Linked DNA regions of Mus musculus: region 2 is linked to region 1. The links are chromatin contacts, called in public HiChIP or PLAC-seq maps. All regions are on one chromosome and are shown on one strand. The core of a region is the stretch at or near the end of the contact, and the rest is flanking DNA. Distances in the headings are between cores, read along the strand shown. Region 1 has its middle 11 kb from the start of Gm34872. Region 2 has its middle 8.2 kb from the start of Gm38855.

Region 1 (6,103 bases), core at 1,349-3,848:
TGGGGGAGGCCTGGATTAGAGGAAGGAATGTGTGTGGAGAGGACACTTCATGCACACACAGTCTAGCTACGGCTAACCCTGTTCCTGCCACCACAGCCCCTGTGTCAGCGTTCACACAGGAACATTCATACCTCTTGAGAGCTACAAGGAAGGCCAAGATGGCAGACATCGTTGGCATCAGCCGTGATGAGTCCCTCCTTGGAGACAATGCTTTCCATCCTAGTTCACCCAGCAGCTTCTCAATTCCAGACAGCCTACCTTGAACTCAGAGCAATGTTGGCATCCCTTTCTCAGGTCAAAAGAAGACAACTCCAACTTTTGCCTGCAGACTTGGCACAGGAAGCCACAACCAGACTTCCCCCAGGTTGTCCACTTAGCTATTACTCACAGCCCAGCTGAAGTGCCCAAGAGCCAGGACTGACGGAAGGCAGCTCTATCTGGCAGATTCACAGATTCCTAGTGGGGAATCTACCCTCTTCACACCTTCTTCCTTGGGAAGACTATCTGTTCCTTGCTGGGTTTCTTGAGGTGCAGTTCGCAGTCTTTTAGGAATGACGGATTTTCAAGGGAGCAATCTCCTTCCTGCAGGAAAGGTCAGCACACACACCCTCAGAGCCTCTACTCTCCCTTCTGATGGAGGTGGGAGATGGGGTCTCACCATGGGAGTTGTAGTCAGTGGGTCCCCTAGATCAGAAGGGACCCTCAGAGTACTGGGTGGGTCACAGCCACCTTTGAGTTCCTTGCCGAGATTTTTCCATTGGACATATGACCTTGTAGGTCTCCTCAAATCCTGGTAAACCCTCAAGAAATGTAATGGGTGAAGGCTGATGAGAGAGAGTTGATGAATTCATTCTGGCATAAACACAAAATTGAACTGGGGAAGACAGAAGAGACCCTGAGAGAAGAAAGCTAGCAACTTCACGCAGGCAGTGTAGTAGAAGCACGGGGCTGGAAGCCGTTTGTTACACTGCCACTGCCTTGGTTATTTTTTAGGGCTCCTGGACCTTCCCCTTTCCCCTATCAGTCCATAATAGATACCCTCTAACCTTCTGGGAACAGGAAGTCTGCCACAGCTCTCCACGCTTCCCCTGGGAGTAGCCAGAGTCAAAGCTTGTGGTCCCATTTGTGCAGCCACAGAGCTGTCTTCAGTTTTGCTTTAATCTGAGGGCTTTGTTTGGAAACAGGGCTTTAGTGTCCTGCATGCTGGGATGACAACAGGCATGTACTACCAGGCTGGGTGAAACCCAGTGAATTTAAAGAGTATGACTGCACTGGCTGCTACAACTGCCTATAACTCCAGCTCCAGGCCATCAAGTGCCCTCTTCTGGCATGTCCCTCTCCTAGTAAGATATGACTTTAAAAAACAGAGCTAAAGAGATGGCTCAGCGGTTAGGAGCACTGACTGCTCTTCTAGAGGTCACGAGTTCAATTCCCAGCAACCACATGGTGGCTCACAACCATCTGTAATGGCATCCGATGCCCTCTTCTGTTGTGTCTGAAGACAGCTACAGTATACTCACATACATGAAATAAATAAATCTTTAAAAACAAAACAAAAAAACCACACACACAAAACAAACAAACAAACAAAAAAAAAAGATGATAAAACCCCACACAAAGGACACTCAGTATGCCATGTATGCTGGGGTCCACATGAGGCTGCAGGGCTTCGGCCCCTCCTGTTCTAATCCATCATGTGCCTGGTCCACCTGTACTTTCTCCCTGGCCCAAGCCTGAGCAGCCCTGAGAGGGGTCTGACCAGCACTGTGTTTTGCTTGGGTTTTTTGGTTTGTTGTCTTGGTGTTTTATTGGCTTGTTTTTTGGTTTTTGTTTTTGTTTTTTTTTGGGGGGGGGTGTTTTTTATTTTTTGCTTTTTAAATTTCCTGGAACAAAAGGAAATTAAATAAGTAAAAGGACAAGAAATGTTAGTGGTGTGCCATATGGGGCTGTTATATGTCCCTGTTACTGCAGGGACCAGGGTTCTGGATTTGAGATAATGAGCCATAAGGTGCTTGCTGCCCAGGCCTGGAAAATACAGGAATAGGGCCTTTCTTCACCCAATGGTCACTGGAGAAGCCAGCCAGTAGTCTGGTAGTCTCAGGTGGCTGTGGCACCCCAGAGGTCGGCTTGCAGGTTTGTCAGTCTGTCTGTCTCTGTCTGTCTGTCTGTCTGTCTGTCCGTCTGTCTCTTTCAGCTTTCTGGGCGAAAACTAAAGAGGAGACACTTTAACCTGATGTGTGGGAGGGACGCAGTCTCCAAAGCAATGACCTCAAATTACCTGGAATATGGTCCATGGGGAACCCCCTGAAGCCTCCCTCTCTGGCTTCTGGGAAACCGGTCGCCAGATCCATAGGACAAGGGCGTGGCTGCAGTAAACACTAATGTAGGGCGGCCTTGGGGCCACCGAACACATTTTCAAGACCCCCACTACATCCTCCCTAGTTTCTATTGGCTGGAGAAGGGTCTGTGAGAAGAAGGCATTGTGACTGCAGCGCAGGGGTGCTGGTGCCGGTGCCCCTGCCCCCCTTCCCCGCCTCTGCCTCTGTGGCTGGTGGGCGGGGAAAGTGTGGATCTCCATGGAGATAGGATGGGGGCGGGGGAGGGGCGGGGAGTGTTCCCAACGCTAACCCAACGGCCAACTGCTGAGCTGAAAGGCAGTGGGACTGACTGTAGGTGCTGCTGCCTTCCAACCCGAGAACCAGGGAGGCAGCTGCATCTTTCCAGGAGCTGGGCCATCCTAAGTGGGCCAAAACCATGTCAGCCACAAGCTCTTCCTTCATCCCTGCTAATCTGAGCTGGGCAACAGCCTTGTGGGTCGCCTGAGGCCCTCTGGATGGGGCTGGCTACCCTGTCCCCAGCACCTGGCCTGAGGCCCTTCCTAGCTCACTTAGGCAGATGAAGTTTGTGAGCATGAGTGCCAGTTACACGGAACTTGGTTACATAGACTGGCCGATAGGACCAGAAGAGACTAGCTAGCACAAAAATGTCCCAGAACTTGAGGTGCCCTGGAGGAAAGACATGTAAAAGTCGCAGGAATGGCACTGGACAGCCCTACTTGGTGTGTGGAGTCACGGGGCATGAGGAAGGGTGTGGGAGATTAGTGTTAAGCTGAAATCACAGAAGGGCCCCCATGTAGAATAGGCTGTTCAGGCCTCCAGGCTATGGGAGACACTGGTTTGGATGGGGGCAGGATTAATTTAAGCTTCAAAAAAAATAATAAAATCAAAGCCCAAGGCCTCGGTATTTAGTAACAGAAGACCAACCTGGATGGGCGAGGGCAGAAACTCCTTAGATCAAGGCCACTGTGGTCCTAGGTTATCCCCAGGGATCTGCTCACCCTTTTTTGGGGTGATTTTTTTTTTTTTTGAGATAGGGTCTCTGCATAGCCAGGGTTATCCTGGAACTCACTATATAGACCAGGATCTCTCCAACTCAGAGATCCTCTTGCCTTTGCCTCCCCAGTACTGAGACTAAAGGCATGTACCCCCGACTCTTGAAGTTTTATCTTGAAGTATTTTGAAGGCTTACAAAGTGCCCAAAGTCCTGGCCCATGGTGTTGATCCTGGTCTGGGCCACCCAGAAATGAAAGGAGCCACTGCCCTGAACCCCCAGTCCCTGACTTTCTGTGCCCTGACACTCTTCTACTTTAGCTATGGCACAGGAACATTAAAAAGCAACAAAACAAAACAAAAACAAAAAAAACAAAAAAACAAAAACATTTTTACTCAAGACTAGGAGTGAGGAGGCAGGACTGACTGGTGTGTCTAACAGTGAAAAACTGTACTGCCTAAGGCTGGGGAAACACTGCTCATTGTGCAATTTACCCCAGACATGAACTTTGACCCTTGCTTCCAGATGAATAGCTAACACTACTCTGAAACCACAAGCCACAGGCACAGAGCCACAGACAGGAACGCTCCAGCCTCTTGGCTGGGTCATGCTGAGCTCTGCTCTGTTCAGTTAAGGGCTCCTCAGTCCCGAGGGTCTTAGGGATGAGGTCGTCGTCCCACGGCCAGCCATGGCTCTGGCCAGTGTGGTCGGTCAGTGGTTGCTTTTCATGAGGGCCTTCTTGTCCTGAACTTTAAAACAAAATTCACTTAAATCTAAATCTAACTTGGGAACTTCTAAAGGAGAAAAGCTAAGTCTGCTAATTATGGAGCTGATAAAGAATATTTCTTTTTCTTTTTTTTTTTTTTTCTTTTTTTTGGTGGCAGGATGGAATGTAGGCCCTCAGGACTACTAGGCAAGGGATCAGTGTTGAGCCGTCTCAGCCTGCTTTGAATAAATATAAACTACCATTTTTTTAGAGTAAAAAGTATAGCTAGGTTACAGAACTGAAAATTCCTTTGTCTACAACAGGGCCTGAAACTTCTTGGGGGCAGAGGGACACAGAGGAATTCAAAATTTTTGAAAAATGAACACTCCCCACCAAATGTCCAAATGTCGATTATTCCTTCTGTGGCACACAGTGAGAAAAGGACAGAAACGTCCTTTTGGTGGAATTGTACAAAGTATTTGATAGGTTTTATTGGGGCAATGTTTACATAGGAGTTGACCTTACATAGAGAAGACCCAGAGTCTACAATTATCAGAAAAATTAATTTGTTTCTTCTGTTATGTCAATAATAACAAGCAGGGAGGGGCGTCTTTCAGCCTTATTAACATTCAGCAAGCATGCTGCTTAAGCAACAAATAGCAGCTATCCCTTCCCTGGGGAGGTCTCCCTGAAGCTAGAGGCAGTTTCTGGGCCCTTTGCCAGTGAAACACATGCAGAGCCCCTTTGGCACACCTGATGGTTATCTTTGAGCAACTTTAATGGTTATCCCAGGAAGCTGAGTGAACTCACTCACTCTGCATTCCCTGCCCACCCTGTGGCTTCTCATCTGTCATGATGTGACCAGCCAGGTGCCCCTGTGATCCCTGCTAGCTGGACAATGACAAGAGCAGGAGCTGGGAAGTCTGCTTGGACTATATTCCAACACACCTCCTGGGCCCACCTCTTTGCTGGACCTCAGCTTCTTCACGTAAGATAGAGGCTGGGACAAGGCACAGATGTGTTAGGGGCCCTGACCACCTCCTAATAGATGACTGATTTTTGTTTTTTGTTTTATTTTTTTAAACTTTCATGTATATATATATAAGTCCCAAGGTAGATTGTTATTTCTAGATTTCTACCACTCAGTGTTATCAAGACCAAGTCGCTAACAAGGAGATTGATATTGTAATCAATAAAAGATAATTTAGTCTGAAAAGGAATCTGGATGGCCTGTTAAGGAATGGCAAAGGAGAGGTGTGGGGACAGGAGATAAAAGTCAAAGAGGTCAGCAGGGGGCAGGGTCCAGTGCAGACCTGCAGTGGCACAGACTTGGGCACAGATGTAGCTGAGTGCCAAGGCAGTGACACAGCCTGTGGCTGCAGCTGTGGCTGTGGCTCTAATGGCTGGGCCTCAGCAGCTGCTGATTGGCTCTTGAGTAGAGGAGCTCAGGACACCCACGATCTGACGAAGAACTAAAGGAAGTTCTATGCCTCTCACAGAGACACAAGAAGTTTTGTACTAGGGTTTAAGGCGAGGTCCACACCTGCCCTGACGGGTGGCCTAGATTCCATGAAGCTCTTGGAGCTGGGTCCCCTGTGGAGATGACATGAAAGATTGAAAGACACCCAAAACCGATTCTTTGTTTTGAATCCCATCTCATTTATTCAACAAATATTTATTGAGGGCCTACTATGTGCCGGGCTATGTAGCAGTGAACTACAGGGTCTTCCTCTAGCTAATGACAGGATCCCAGAAAGTGGTGGGCATGCGAGAGGGCTGCTTAAATGGATCCAACAGTAAAGATTTGCTATCAGACACTAGCCAGTCTCTCAAGCCGGAGTCCCCTCTCAGCATCCTGATGCTGCTCTCAGAAACCCCTCCCTGCCAGAGCCTGCCCTGCTGTCTGAGGTTGAGGTTTTCGAGTGAGGGGAGCCCTTACTCGAGATCAGTGGCCCAGCAAGGTGGGAGCCTAGCAGACAGATATTGTGTCGTTCTGATACCTAGGCCCCATTCACAGTGGTCTCTTATCTCATCCCAGCTCCTTAGGGGTCAACCCTTCAGAGACAG
Region 2 (6,251 bases), core at 3,197-5,696, 66 kb before region 1:
CTTAGCTGTGCAGTCACTGGCCTCTGGGAGTTTGAGGTGGCTTCCACAGGCTTCTGGGCTTCTTGGCAAAGTGCATTTCCTCAGAAACGTGAAGTCAATGTCCTTCAGAGATTCCTGTTGTTCTCACCTGGGTTTCTTGATGCCGCTTCTGTGCTACTGGGCGGGGGGTGGGGGTGGGGGTGGGGTGCTCATAGGGCTTGACCTCATGAAAGAACCTGAGGTCAAGAAAGTATTTGAGAGATAGACAATAGTGATAAATTAATGTTCTGTTGTTGTTGTTGTTGTTACTTATTCATTTTACATCTTGCTCACTGCCCCACTCCTGATCAAATCTATGTTCTTAAAAAATACATCTCTCCAGCCGGACGTGGTGGCACACACCTTTAATCCCAGCACGAGGAAGGCAGAGGCAGGCAGATTTCTGAGTTCGAGGCCAGTCTGGTCTACAAAGTGAGTTTCAGGACAACCAGGGCTACACAGAGAAACCCTGTCTCAAAAAACAAAGAACAAAAAACAAAATAAAAAATAAAGATTGTGACTACAGTTGCTTGATTAGCCAGAACCACATACAAACTGTGGTTATGAGGGCCAGGGGAATGGCTCTGTTGGCGAAGCATCTGCCATGAAAGCACACAAACCTGTTCGAGTGTGCTTTTCCTGTAAACACTATGACCAAAAGCACCTTACAGAAAGGGTTAGTTTCACTTTACATTTCTACATCACAATCCATCACTGAGGGAAGTCAGGGCAGGAACTCAAGGAGGGAACCTGGAGCAGAAGCCACAGAGGAAGGTGGCTTATGGCTTGTTCTCTGCCTCCTACTCAGTTAGTTTTCTCATACAGCTCAGGCTGCCTGCCTAGGGGTGGTGCTTCCCACAGGAGGCTGGGCCTCCCCCATCAATCATCAGTTATGACGATCTCTCAAAGACACCATCACAGGGCAATGCTTCTCTTGAAGTTCCCTTTCCACAGGTGATTACAGGTTGTGACTTTTGGTATCAAGTTGACACTAAAAGCTAACTGGACAGGACCTGAGTTTGAAATCCTAGCATGCATGTAAAAGCAAGATATGGCAGGTAACCTCTATAACTTTAACTCCTAGAGGAAATAGGAGGGTCAAATGTAACAGGCCCCAGCCAGACCTTAGCACAACTGACTCCATGATGGAAATACCATTAGGGTCATAAAATTCAGCACGTAGACAGTACCACTTGCCAAAATGAAAATAAATACCTAATCCATCAAAGTCCATAGTTCTGGGAAAGTCCCTAAATGTGCTAACCTTGCTTTTGGCTTCTGTAGTTTTGCTTCTGTCTAACTGTTCTTGTTAACTGAAGTTCTTGTATATATATAGTGATTAAAGGCTCATGACTACATTGGAGATCCTGAACACTTGTCACCAGCTGACTAATAAAGACTTTCTATTGACTTAAACCCATGTTTGAGTAGTATTCTTTGGTGGCGACCTCACAACACAGAGACAGGCAGATTCCCAGAGCTTGAAAACCTGAGTCCAATCCCCATAGTCCCCACGGTGGAAAGAAAGAATGGATTCCATAAGCTACCTTTGACCTCCATACATGTGCCATGGTATGTGCCTGCCTTCTCTCACACAAATGAGATGTTAGAGAAGATGCCCAGTGTTGAATTCTGTCCTCTATCACACATGTATGTTCACCAGCAAAAATTGTGCACACACATCCACCACACACACACACACACACACACACACACATTGACAGCTTTAGTGTTAATGTGTGTTTACCTTGTGTGAGACCTAATGTTTGATACACATGTATGTTAACCAGCAAAAATTGTGCACACACATCCACCACACACACACACACACACACACACACATACACACACACACACACACATTGACAGCTTTAGTGTTAATGTGTGTTTACCTTGTGTGAGACCCAATGTTTGATACACAACACCACCAAGATTAATTGAAGGTGCATTATAATGTAAATGACCAAGATTTTATCTTCTTCCTTTGCACATTTTCTCATCTTTCTGTAAAATGAACAATTTATTCAGAATAGAGGTCTGATTTACAATTCTGGAGGCTGGGAAGTCCAGGAGCTTGGTGCATATATGGTAAACACCTTCATGCTATGTGATCCGTAGCAGAAGGCAAAAGGACAAGAAAGGTCCCAACCTACTTTGGTAGCCAGAAAATTCACTCTCAGTAACTACCTTACTCTGCAGCACTCATCAGTCCATTTTTGGGCAGAGCCCCTGGACCTTTACCTCTTTAGCCCCCATATAAAATCCTGTTGCACCGAAGGTTGAATCTCCAATCCTAGAACTTTGGGATCACGTTCAAACTCTAGCATTTTCCTAGAGTATTTGTTCTCCTGAGACGGTACGGTGAGCTAACAGAGATAAGCACAAGTTGTAGATCCTAAGAAGAACAAAATAGCAGGATTGTGGGGGCTGGGGGTGACCTCGTTAGGATGGTCAGATTATTGGGAGCCTGAAGAGATGCTCCTGGCTTGAGGAACACCGAGTACTTGTTCCCTGATGTGGAATGTGCTTGGCATGTTTGGGGAACAGCATGTTATGGCAAGGTGCCTAGAACTGAGTGAAATCAGAGAAGGGGTGTAAGGTAGACCAAGTTGAGCCCAGTGGGATGGGGCAAGGGATTGAAGCAGGGGGTGACATTTAAGAGCTGAGAAATCTATACAGACCTCTCAACAGGATTCTCAAATACTGTTCTAATTCAATGGGTTATAACATCTACCGGAACCCTAAAAAGAACTAAAACCATTAAACTTGAAGAAGAAACCTCACAAAACCCAGGGAAGCACTTGTTGACGCCCATCAGTTATAGTAGAGCATGCATGGAGAATACCATTAGAGAGCATGGGGTGTAGTGTGGAGAGAGGCTCAGAGCTTCTTCACTCTAGGCTCATACATCCTAGCAGGTGTGCAACCCTCGCCCCGGGGGCTTCTGCACAGTCAGCCCCAGGAGCTGCCTAACCCCATCCTTTGGGTTTTTGAAACAGCTGGTGATCATCACCATCTTCATTTTCTGCAATAGTTGTTTATTAGATCATAAGATGCTCATATCAGGCCAGGCGTGGTGGTGCACGGCTTTAATCCCAGCTCTTGGGAGGCAGAGGCAGGCAGAGCTCTGTGAATTCGAGGTCAGTCTGGTCTACAGAGCGAGGTCCAGGACAGCCAGGGCTCCACAGAGAAACCCTCTTTTTAAATTAAAAAAAAATGCTCATATAACCCAGGAAGTTTCAAGTGATTGACGTTTCAAGTGTCAGAGTCATGGTTGAAATCAAGCATGAGGACAAAACATCGTACACGCACTCCTATTGCTCAGGAAATTAAAGAGGTTCCCAGAATCCTAAGCGAGGGTTTTTCTAGGGCAGGAAGCAATTGTGTATATTTCTTTAATTTTTTTTTAAATTAGCTTTATTTTATATGTATGAGTGCTTTGCCTGAATTCATGTCTGTGTGCCTCTTGCAATGCGGGTGCACTCAGAGGCCAGAAGAGGGAGTCCGATCCCCTGGAACTGGAGCTACAGAAGGTTGCAAGTCACTAGCTGGATGCCTAGAACAGAATTCGGGTCCTCTAGAAGAGCAATCAATGCTCTTAACCATTGAGCCATCTTTTGAGGCCCTAATATGTATGTTTCTTATATTTCATGATGCTGTTGAACAACACAGTTTAAAACAACACACTACAACAATATAGAACTCTATGGAGCACTACGCAAAATATATCAAATAGAAAATTTTTGTTTATTATACTATATGTCTTGATTTTTTTTCCCAGTTAACTTATTTGTTTTAAGATGTCTCCTGAGGGCTGGTGAGATGGCTCAGTGGGTAAAAGCACCTGACTGCTCTTCCAAAGGTCCGGAGTTCAAATCCCAGCAACCACATGGTGGCTTACAACCATCCGTAATGAGATCTGACTCCCTCTTCTGAAGTGTCTGAAGACAGCTACAGTGTACTTACATATAATGAATAAATAAATCTTTAAAAAAAAAATGTCTCCTGAATCCCAGGCTTTCCTAGTTCTCCTGGTCCTCTTGCTTCCAGTTTCACAGCTGCTGAGATTACAGGGCAGGGTGTCCTACCACCACCATCACCACCACCACCACCAGGCCTAGCTTATTTCCTTATAAATTAAGAAACGAAATCCAAACAAGAATGAGTGTGCTTGTTTTGTGCCTAGGAAAAACCACTTAAAGGAGGAAAGACTGACTTGGTCAAGGCTTCAGACCTTACTTCCTTGACTCCACCAGTGTGGGCTGTGCTGAGGTGAACATTATGAAAGGGAACATGTGGTGACGTGCAGGAAGTGGTCAGGTGGCCAGGAAGTGGAAGGTGGGGAAAGAACCAGGGGCCACATAGTCCCTCAACAGCACACTGGAATGCCCATTCAGTATAGTCCAGCCATGGGCTAATCCATGATGAAACTAACTAACACTGTGAGGATCCATCCCCTCCAAAGCCCCACCATCTGGAGACCAAGCTGTAGGGTGTGAGCCCCGTGTACGGAACAAACATTTCATAATACAACTCATGACAGTGAGCAAAGGAGTTAAACAAGCATCTCTACCCTGGGGAGTCAATAAACACGTGAAATAATATTCAATAGTGCTAGGATGAGAGAAGCAAAAACCAAACTGCAATAGGACCATATTACATTAGTTAGGACAATTATTACTGGCCAGGCGGTGGTGGCACACGCCTTTAATCCCAGCACTTGGGAGGCAGAAGCAGGCGGATTTCTGAGTTTGAGGCCAGCCTGGTCTACAGAGTAAGTTCCAGGACAGCTAGGGCTATACAGAGAAACCCTGCCTCGAAAAAACAAAACAAGATTAAGTATTACTAAAGCAAATAAAAACAAAAGCTAAAAAGAAATGGAAAGAAGTGTTGTGGACTGGCTGGGTGCTGTTTGTATGTTGATGCTAATTCCACTCTCCTGGGAGGGGTTGTGGACAAGGAGTGAGTCATACTCAGGTGACTTCTGGTGAACCAATCCCTAATGAATAAAGGAGCCAATTACTGGGCGAGTAGATGGGACTTTAGGGTTGGAGAGGAGAAGAGAGGAATCAGGAGAGAGTTAGGTCCTTTTGAACAGGGATAGCGTGAGGACAAGATGTAATTACAAGTGTCTACTGGTTTCAATGGCGCAGATAAGTCAGGATTCGCCACTGGAGGATTTTGATTTAATAAGGCTTACAAGTTAAGATTTTCGTTGTTGCGCCCAGCGATTGAGTTACTGTAGTTTCTGAACTAAGTTTGTGCTGCATTTTCCTTCACACAGCAGCTCATCTGGGTTCTAGAGAGAAAAGTAGAGCGGGCAAAGTGTGAGTTTGCCTGATGTGCGCCACAAAGGCCATGGGGGATTTGAAGCACAGGGTTGGCGTGTTAGCGAACTACCAATGGGAACTTGGCAAGCTCGGTGGAGACATTTCAGGAGCTCTGGGCCAGAGAGTCTCCATGAGATTAAAAACAGGTCAGCCATTGCCCGCCAGTGCATGGCCGGCCAGGCCACCGGGGCAGAGAGTTGCCAACTCAAGTGCAGGAAATGTGCGGGTTTCTTTTTAATATTTCCCACAACATCAGGAAAGAAAGTAGTATAGCTGGTATGGAAAACAAGAACCTAAATAGAATCATCATAAACATAAGTAAACATGTATATGTGCATATATATTATATGCCTTAAATATGTGCAACTTTTCCTGTGGAGAATTATTTTTGTTTTGTTTTATTTTGAGACAAGGTCTCTCTATGTAGTTATATGGCAATGGCAATCCTGGAACTTGATAAATAAACCAGGCTGACCCTGAATTCACAGAGACCATCTTGCCTCTGCCTCCTAAGAGCTGGGCTTAAAGGTATGTGCTGCCTACCACATCTGGCTGATGTACAACTTTTTTTTTGCTGTTCTTGCAGAGGACCCAGTTTGGATTCCCAGCAGCCACAGAGGTTTGTAAACATCTGTAATTTTAGTTCTAGAGCCCTGACCGTCTCTCCTGATCTCCACAACAGCCTCTTCAGAGGTGTGCCAGAAATGTAACTGGTGCACATACAGACAGGTAGGCAAAACTCTCACACACTTAAAACAAACAAATAAATAAATCAACACATTAAAAAATCTAAAGATCGGGGGCTGGAGAGATGGCTCAGTGGTTAAGAGCGCCGACTGCTCTTCCAAAGGTCCTGAGTTCAAATCCCAGCAACCACATGGTGGCTCTCAACCATCCGTAACG

What was found. HiChIP or PLAC-seq counts read pairs in DNA pulled down with a chosen protein or histone mark.
Region 2: a contact with region 1 is called in an H3K27ac HiChIP or PLAC-seq map of embryonic stem cells, with 12 read pairs. The contact joins two enhancer-like sites. A contact is called at or near these places in 1 of 39 promoter capture datasets (embryonic stem cells), 3 of 15 datasets of contacts at CTCF or cohesin (CD8 T cells, the NIH/3T3 cell line and large pre-B cells), 9 of 484 Hi-C or Micro-C datasets (the G1E-ER4 cell line, bone marrow-derived macrophages, embryonic stem cells and 2 more), 8 of 115 datasets of contacts at active chromatin or transcription factors (the HPC-7 cell line, bone marrow-derived macrophages, double positive thymocytes and 3 more) and 1 of 9 other capture datasets (adipose tissue).

The regions. Positions count from the first base shown.
Region 1 is chr6:87,990,721-87,996,823 of GRCm38.p6, reverse strand. No RefSeq gene overlaps it. Among named protein-coding and RNA genes, the nearest start is that of Gm34872, 11 kb to the left of the region's middle. Within about 2 kb of position 2,598, at least 170 of the 459 cell types and tissues checked have an H3K27ac peak or open chromatin away from gene starts, as enhancers often do. A contact at or near this core is called in embryonic stem cells, where this site is marked.
Region 2 is chr6:88,058,891-88,065,141 of GRCm38.p6, reverse strand. No RefSeq gene overlaps it. Among named protein-coding and RNA genes, the nearest start is that of Gm38855, 8.2 kb to the right of the region's middle. Within about 2 kb of position 4,446, at least 52 of the 459 cell types and tissues checked have an H3K27ac peak or open chromatin away from gene starts, as enhancers often do. A contact at or near this core is called in embryonic stem cells, where this site is marked.